2 separate regions of the Sus scrofa genome follow, and region 2 is linked to region 1. The links are chromatin contacts, called in public promoter capture Hi-C maps. All regions are on one chromosome and are shown on one strand. Each heading gives the region's core, a stretch centred on a gene start, on an enhancer-like site or on the middle of the called end of the contact. The rest is flanking DNA. Distances are from core to core; before and after follow the strand shown. Region 1 overlaps C4H1orf226. Region 2 holds the start of C4H1orf226.

Region 1 (3,933 bases), core at 157-2,656:
AACTCCAGGAAGGTTTTTCTGGTCAGATTATTCATCTGAAGGGAAGTGTGTGACAAGGTATTTACCTCAAACTGAGCCTATCTTGTGAGGTTCTGTGAGCAGTGTCATAGGGAGCCATTCCTGCTGGGGGTGCTGGTCATGGTGGTGGGGAGTCTCTCCATGTCTGTGTGGTTTGGTTACTGGTGACACTCTCTGATCAGGCCCTTCATCCCTTCCCTCCTATTTGAGCCTCTGCCTGTTTGGGTTGAATTCTCACTTTCATCCTCCCCTTAACTCCATTCCCTTTTTTTTAAATGGCTGCACCTGCAGCATATGGACGTTCCCAGGCTAGGGGTTGAATTGGAGCTGCAGCTGAAGCTTCTTACGTCACAGTCATGGCACAGCCAGATCTGAGCTGCATCTGCACCTACACAGCAGCTTGTGGCAATGCCAGATCCTTAACCCACTGAGCAAGGTCAGGGATTGAACCTGCATCCTCACAGACACTATGTGGAGTTCTTAACCCACTGAGCCACAAGTGGAGCTCCCTCCCTTCCATTTTGGATCACCTTGTTTTATGCACAATTGTTAGTCTAAGAGAATCCAAGAGGGCATTATTGTAAAGTGACAAATTTGGCATCTTCAAGTCTTGTTGGCCTACAAAGCAAGAGGTTTGATATAAAGAACATCATCTTTTTATATGATATTTTAAAAACTTTACTTTGACCTTCCTTATCTAATTTTGTTTCTTGTGACAGCCTTGACTTAGAGGCAGTACAGATACTAGCTATATAGCCTGTGGATGAAACAGGTTCGGAGAGTTGAAGTACTTAGAATTTAGCAGGTATAGAGTGTTGGTGCTGGGAGGCCCCTCTCTAATGTCATCCTGAGGTCTTCTCATCACTGTGCTTCTTCAGTTTCCTGGTCCTCTCCAATAGTGGAGTAATTTTTTCCTTCCTTCAGTGTCACTGCTCCATTTTCATAATGAACATCTTCAGTCCCATCCCCAAAAGCATTCAGTGAATCAGCGATGATCTCCCTTTTTCTACAAATCTTTATTCCCTGCAATTTTTCATTGGTTTGTTTTTGACCCCTTAATCATTCTGGTATCTGCACACAGGCTTCCTTGTCCAGCTCAATTTGAGTTTAATGTTGTGAACCAGGCCTTGTTGGAGCACTGGTGTATGTTCGCCCGGACTGCTTATTTCCTACTGTAATTTTGGTGCGTCAGTGCAGGGTAGGGAAACCCACTTTGGTTCTGATTCTGCCACTGACAAACTATATCCTGTTCTCTTTGAGCCTCAGGTTTTCCTTCTGTAAATTGAAGTGTTAGGTCAAATGACCTTTAAGGCCAATTAAGCGCTGCAGTTAGGTCTGACCTTCCTATGATTTCATCATGTTCCTTGTTGATTGCTCCATTCCTGGCTTACCTGGTGGCTTTACTGGAGATGATTTCATCATCATGGAACGTCAGTGTTTCTCTTTGCCTCTCACCATGCCTTGGGCTTCCCCCTTTTCCTTTTTTTTCCTAAGGCAAATAACCTGCTGCCACGTAAGCATCCCAGGTGAGTGAGTGGGGTGGAAAACGCTCCCTGATCAGAATGTAGCCCTAGTAGCCTCTGCTCCACACTTGCATCTAATGCAACCCAGAGATCTTAACTGCCGAGCTAAAGGCTTTCATTCAAGAGCTAATAGTTGGAAGACCTGAACAGGCTTTCTGTCTTAACTGCTTTTTTCTTTCCTCTTTGCTGTATCAGTCAGAGGCTTCATAATAAGAAAAATAATCAAGCCAATCCATCTAAGCTTTTGCTTATGGAGACTAAAAGAACCCAAAGAGGCAGCCTCTCCGTGGGCACATTGAATGGTTCGGTCTTACCCTCTGTGTGTTTTAGAGAATCGCAGGGCATTAGCTGCATAAAGACAAGTCACCACAATTATTTATTTTGCACCCAGCCCCTTAATGTTGAGGAGCAGGAAGGATTCTGCTGTGATCTCTGGCACATTCATTGGCCCCCGCTGAGCCCCTGATCAATAGTGACACAGTTACATCAGATGGCCTTCAAATAGTACTTCCTTTTTCAGATGGGCTGGGAGAGAGAGGAAGAAATATAAGTGCCTCATTCCTCTTAGACTACAAATAAATAAAGATGTGGTGTGCAGCTGCATTTCAAGCATTTTGGAAGCTTTTCTGGTGTGTGAGTGTTGGGGGGGGCGGTTCGGGAGAGAAGAGGGGAGAGGAAAACCTGCACTGAGGCCTCTGTCTTGTTGCAGGCGGGGGTAAGGACCCCAGTAAAACTTCTAGGTCCCCGCTCCCTGTCCTGCTCACCTCTGCACCTGGAGAGCAGACTTCAGAAGTGGGGAGTGGGAACCCTCGAGGCCACTTTTCTCTTTTTCGTCCCCTCCCCCCAGAGCACTTAGTAGAAGGTCATTGGCTGAGTGAGTGCCCTGGAATCTGGGGCCACTGCTGCCGCTGCAGTTAATGCTGCTTTGTTTCATGCTAAATGAGGCGAGAACTTTCACCCAGGTCACATTCATAATCCTGCTCAGCAGGACGCTCAGCTGTGCACCAAGAGCAGTTTCTGCAGGCCAGGAAGAACTGGAGCAGTTGTGCTGGCTTGGAGTGGGGAGAATGGGATTTTTGACTCCAGTTCTGCCCTGAACTGTGTCCTTGGGCAAGTCATGGAACTTCTGTGGGTGGCAATTGCCTCTCACTCATTCAGTAGATAATTTGAGTCTTACTCTGCCAGGCAGGCCCTGTTCTAAGGGCTGGAAATGCAGGAATATGAGGGCAAGGTCCCAGACCTCAGGGAGCTTCCATCTGTTGGGGAAGGCAGATAGTGACCATGCAAATGAGGCAAACCCCTAAGTGCAAATCACTGTGTTAAATACTGGGAAGGAAACAAGGCAGTCTGAGAAAGAGTAACTTTAGATGGAATCATAATGGCGAACATTTATTAAGCGCTGGCAGGATACCCAGCTGTGCTAAATGCTTTTCATATGTTCTTCCTTAATCTTTCTTTTGCGACATAACCTTGGACATGATTCCTAAGGTTTCTTCTGGGTTTGAAATTGCTTGCTCCTATGATACCAAGGTTTTAGCAGATGTCAGGACAGAGGATTGGTTAAGGAACTAACTCAGATGGGCACATCACAGGTGGTAAATTCTAGATATAAGCAGAATATCAGATTTCCTACTGCTCGTGTGTATTTTCTGAGAGAGGACACAGTGTGGCCGGAAGACCTGAAGGGTTTGAGAAGGTAGGCAGGGTGACGGAATGGAAGCCAAGCCAGGTTTGGGACCTGAAGGGCGAGCGTTGATAAGGATGCAGGCAGCAGGGAGGGTCCAGGAGGGAGGAGAACACGCCCCTCTTCTGCCATCTGCTGACTGCTTCGGGTTGCGTTGTCCACCTCTGTAGTAAGAGGGTTGTCTTCTTGAACCTCATTTGGAAATGCTTTGGGCTGAGGCTGTGGAACTGAGAAGTTTCCAGAGAGAAGATGTGAGCTGGGAATCCCAAGATCCCGGGACCTTTACATTGTGCCCATTTATGAAGGCCCTGTCCATTTACCCCAGGAGAGTGTGACGCTGTGGTCTTTCCCCGGGCCTTGCCTGCATTAGCCAGTCAGTGAGGTTCTAATTGTGCCATGACATGAGATCCTGCTCTCTGAAGAGTATATTTTTTTTCTTAAAGAGTTGACGTGACTGATCTTTAATCCTAAATCTACCTCCTGAGCCGAGCAGCTGCTGGACTTCTCAGAGTCTCACGCACGTGTGCAGTTTGGGGGTCACTGAAGACCTGGGTGGGGTTTATACATGATTTGGGATCTCCCTTTCTGCCAGGGATTCCTGCTCACTTTCAGGCTTCTCTGGCTATTCCAGTTTCTGGGGACCATCTCCCCAGGCCATCTGAATGAGCATTTTGGCCCAAGTTCCAGCCAGCCTGTGTTGCACTTGGG
Region 2 (4,327 bases), core at 1,242-3,741, 73 kb before region 1:
TGCATCTGGTCTACAAGGAATGTGTTACAGAGTTAGACATGAAATTCTGGTAAATTTAGCAGTCCAGTGGGACTCAAGTTAATCTAGAAAAAAGGCCATTTGGATTTTGGAAGACTTTTTAAATTCAGGAGGGAATATGAGATGTAAATAAAGTAGTTACTTAAGGTCTTGCCTTTAAGTTGTTGAGTTCCTGTGCCAGGTTTTAGAGAATGCATTATGATGCATATTAAAATCATGGTGACATTCAAAGAGTCAAACATGCCTGATTAGACTTTCACGTCCTGTATTTATAAAAAGGTTAGGGGGTGCATTTCCTCAGAGAAAATTATTTTTGGCTCTTACTATTATTTATGAATGTAATAAAGTCTATACAGCATAATGCATGTGATTAACTTGGTTTAGTCATCAGCTTGCTTTTAGACAAGGAGATATCCCAGAAGATGCTACATCTTGACCAGTAATTTCAGCAGACAGGGAGTAGGTAATACATAGGAAAGGGCAATTGTACTCTAGCACTATGGGACAAAATGAGAAATAAGATTATGGCAATAATGTGTACTCTTATATATACTTCAAATTGAAATGGTATAGGAAGACACGCTTTTGCGAATTTTTTTTTTTGTCTTTTTCTAGGGCCCCACCAGCGGCACACAGAGGTTCCCAGGCTAGGGGTCTAATCGGAGCTGTAGCCGCTGGCCTACACCAGAGCCACAGCAACACGGGATCCAAGCCGCGTCTGCGACCTACACCACAGTTCACAGGCAACACCAGATCCTTGACCCACTGAGCTAGGCCAGGGATCGAACCCGCAACCTTATGGTTCCTAGTTAGATTCATTAACCACTGAGCCACGATGGGAATTCCTGCAAATGATTTCACTGTGGTGTTTTATGGTGGTTCCAAGCCCTGACTATACAATAAGCAGTCATTTGATTTTCAAGCTGCCCTTTGTGGACGTGTTCACAAGGCATTAAAAGCCGGTTTAAGTTGATGAATTCAACAGAGGAGCTGACCATCTGGTCTCAGTGATCTCAGGTTGGGCTGGCTTTGGCATTAGCTTATTTGGTTACTTTTGATGACTCTAGGGTAATATAAAGCCATGTAGAACATAGTTATCATGCACCTCTACCTGTGGGGTTTGACAGATACTAAATAATTGGTTACTAATTACTCCTATGGGCCCTTCCTTTGCACATTTTTGCATGGCAAAAAACTCTTGATGTAACAGAGAGAAATGAATGAGCTTCTTCTTAACCACATCCAAGCACTTACTAAGGTAGGAAGAATAACATAAATTAGAAATATCTTGGATGAAGTTCCCATGGCTCAGCGGAAATGAATCTGACTAGCATCCATGAGGACGCAGATTCAATCCCTGGCCTCGCTCAGGGGGTTAAGGATCAGGTGTTGCCATGAGCTGTGGTGTAGGTCACAGATGCACTCGGATCTGCCATTGCTAGGGCTGTGAGGTAGGCTACAGCTCCAATTCAGTCCCTAGCCTGGGTACCTCCAGATGCTGAGGGTGTGGCCCCAAAAAGACCAAAAACAAACGAACAAAAAAACACCCCAAAACCTTGTAAGTTCATTTTGTCCATACCCAGGTATAGGCTGTCTAAGAAAATAAAAAGGTGTAGATTCTTCCTTCTCTAGTACCCCTTTTGGCCTACTCCATTTCCACAGGGCTTATGGCTTTTAACTATTAAAACTATCCCCAAAGGCATCCCCCAACCCTCCCAATACACAACTCACAAATCACTACTCAAAAGAACACAAAACACCTGCAATAGTCCCCCATTTGGTTACAGTCTTCATTCTCCAGAGAACGGGAACTCTCAGAATTAATAATCTAAATGTATTTGGGCCAGGACTTGGGCCTTCCAGGTAGAACGCAAAAACAAAACAACAAACACAGCCCCTCCCCCCTCCCCAAACAAAAACAAACCTCCAACCCAAAGGCGCCACTACTGCTAACTATTAGTAGTCTGGCTCAGAATCAAACTGTAAAAAACAAAAACAAGACTGTGCCCGTGTTCCTGAGACCCCGGCTGGCTAGGGCCAGGGCGAAGTTCTCGGGGTCGGGCCGCAGGACACAACCAGGACTGGGCGCGGCGCTCCCAGGGACTTTCACCTGCTCCGCGGGCAGCGCGGGGGCGGACCCGGCGACAGGCGGGGCCTGGGCGCCCCGCGGGAGGAGCCGGCCCGGGCCCGCCCCGCAGGAGGAGCCGCTCGCCGGCGGCTGATCCGGCGTCTCCGTGACAGGCACCCTGCTCCGCCGCCGCCGCCACCGCCGTCGCCTTTTCTTCCTCGTCCCGGGCTGCCCGCGCCACTGCTCCCAGGCCGGCGCCGCGCCCAGTCCCACCGCGGGCCGCGCGCCCACCGCTCCCCTCCCCCGGCCGGGGCGCCGCGCACGCCCGCCCCCGCCGCCGCCCCCGCCACCCTCCTTGCCGGCAGGAATTGCGCGGCCACAGCGCCGCTCGCGTCGCCCGCACCCGCGCCGCCCGGCCCTAGGCGTTGATCGGAGTCCCGGCTTCCACCGTCGCCGCGCGGCCAGGGCGCACTCCGCCCCGCGACCCTCCGCTTGCGCCCCATCCACGAGCCGCCGCGCTCGGCTCCCATCTCCCCTCCCCGGGGTCCTACCAGCCCCTTCCTGCCACCGCCGCCGCCTCTGGAGGAGCCGGTCCACCGAGGGTCACCATGCCCAGCAAAACCAAGTACAACCTTGTGGACGATGGGCACGACCTGCGGATCCCCTTGCACAACGAGGACGCCTTCCAACACGGCATCTGCTTCGAGGCCAAGGTGAGGGGGCCCTGGAGAGGGGACTGCCCGGAGAGGGCATGTCTGAGTGAATGGGATGCGCAGAGCTGGTGGGTTAGGCTGATTTGAGGGCCTTTCTGTTAGGGAGGGTGACTGCCCCTTCCCAGTATAGAATTCTCTGGGCTTCTGCCCAGAACTGCTAAAGAGCAACTGCAAAGTTTGAGCGGTATTGCTTCACCCCTTCTCCCACCTGCAGACTCCCCCATCCTTACCCGCCCAGGACTGATTGAGTTACTTCCCATATCCCTCCTTCTGAGGAGGAAAAACCAGTGGGTGTGCGCAGCCCGGCCGTGGTTCTTTAGAATCGGTTTAGGGAAGCTCTGATGTTATTTAATCATTGGGATCCTGTGAGAGAGGTGCTTTCAGGAAAGTCTTTTAAAGGGGAAATACCTGCCTCCTGATTGAGGAAAATAATACAGGGTGGTTTTTGTTTTTAGATTCCAGGTAACCTGGGCCAGGTGTCAGAACCACTTCCTAAATGCCTTATTTGCCAAGACTCCTTTGCGAGTGCCAGGCATTGAAGGGGGGAAGTGTGGTGAAAGCTGCCCATTTGCTAGTTTTGTGGCATAAAGTTAAGTTTCAGCAACTAGTAGGGGACAGCTGCTGGAGAATTTATCAGGGGTGACTGGAATTTTCAGCTCAGAGCCCCAGGTCTATCCTGGGGGGCGGGGGCGGGGTGGAAGCCTCTGTACTGGACCTTCAGGTGTGAATAAGGCGGGCCCCCTGTGATGCCCTTCCCGAGTGAGGAGTTCTGGTTTCTGAGATTACAGCTGGGACTCCCACTGCCCATCACATGGGAAGAGTGCTTCTGCTCTTCCTTCATGCTGCTTGATGCCCTCCCCCCAAGACTCAGGCACCTACTGTGTGCCTGCTATTGGTAAATAGTGCACTTCCAGTAGGTTGTGTCTTGCTGGTTTTGATATGGAGACAATTTTCTCTTCATTCCTTTTTTTTCTCCTTCATGACTTTGTAGATGCAGGGTGTTTGCATCTCAGGCAGGGATTACTCCATCAGGTGGCAATTTCCTTCAGTTCATGAAACATCTTTTCTAGTGTTTGATATGAGCCCAGTATGGTCGGTTATCTTTTAGTTTTTTCCTTTTCATGGAGATGTGTGAATTGGTGAATCTTACCTTTTTAAAAATAACCTTCCCTCAATCATATTTGCTGGAGCTGGGAGGACACCCTCTGTTCCCTGAGACATCAAACCCTGCAGTGGAATGCAGAGCTGAATTTCTGGGTATGGTTGGGATCAGAGTGGGGCTGTAGCCAAGATCTTATCTCGCTTCTCTCAGAATAGATCTGGTTGGTCTAAGATAGGATGTTTGGGTTAATTTTTGTCTGGGCCTGTTGCTTTCGTAAGCAAGTGTTTAAATTTAAATTATGAGTTTTCATTACGGTCATGATTTAATTTTCTTGGACATGCATAAGCTGGGAAATTGGCTTTTGTCTTGTTTGATTTGCCAGTGCTCTGTTTTGCAAGAAAGAAGAAGAGAAATTAGAATGAAAGT

What was found. Promoter capture Hi-C pulls out the DNA fragments that hold promoters and counts their contacts.
Region 2: a contact with region 1 is called in a promoter capture Hi-C map of liver, with 8 times the contacts expected there. The contact joins the promoter of C4H1orf226 here to the enhancer-like site in region 1. A contact is called at or near these places in 3 of 5 promoter capture datasets (fetal liver and liver) and 7 of 47 Hi-C or Micro-C datasets (brain, embryonic fibroblasts, fetal liver and 2 more).

The regions. Positions count from the first base shown.
Region 1 is chr4:88,396,039-88,399,971 of Sscrofa11.1, reverse strand. All of the region lies in intron 1 of C4H1orf226, which reads left to right. Among named protein-coding and RNA genes, the nearest start is that of C4H1orf226, 74 kb to the left of the region's middle. Within about 2 kb of position 1,406, at least 11 of the 83 cell types and tissues checked have an H3K27ac peak or open chromatin away from gene starts, as enhancers often do. A contact at or near this core is called in fetal liver and liver, where this site is marked.
Region 2 is chr4:88,469,905-88,474,231 of Sscrofa11.1, reverse strand. It overlaps C4H1orf226, which reads left to right and starts at 2,491. Exons shown (of 14, transcript XR_002343372.1): 1 at 2,491-2,799.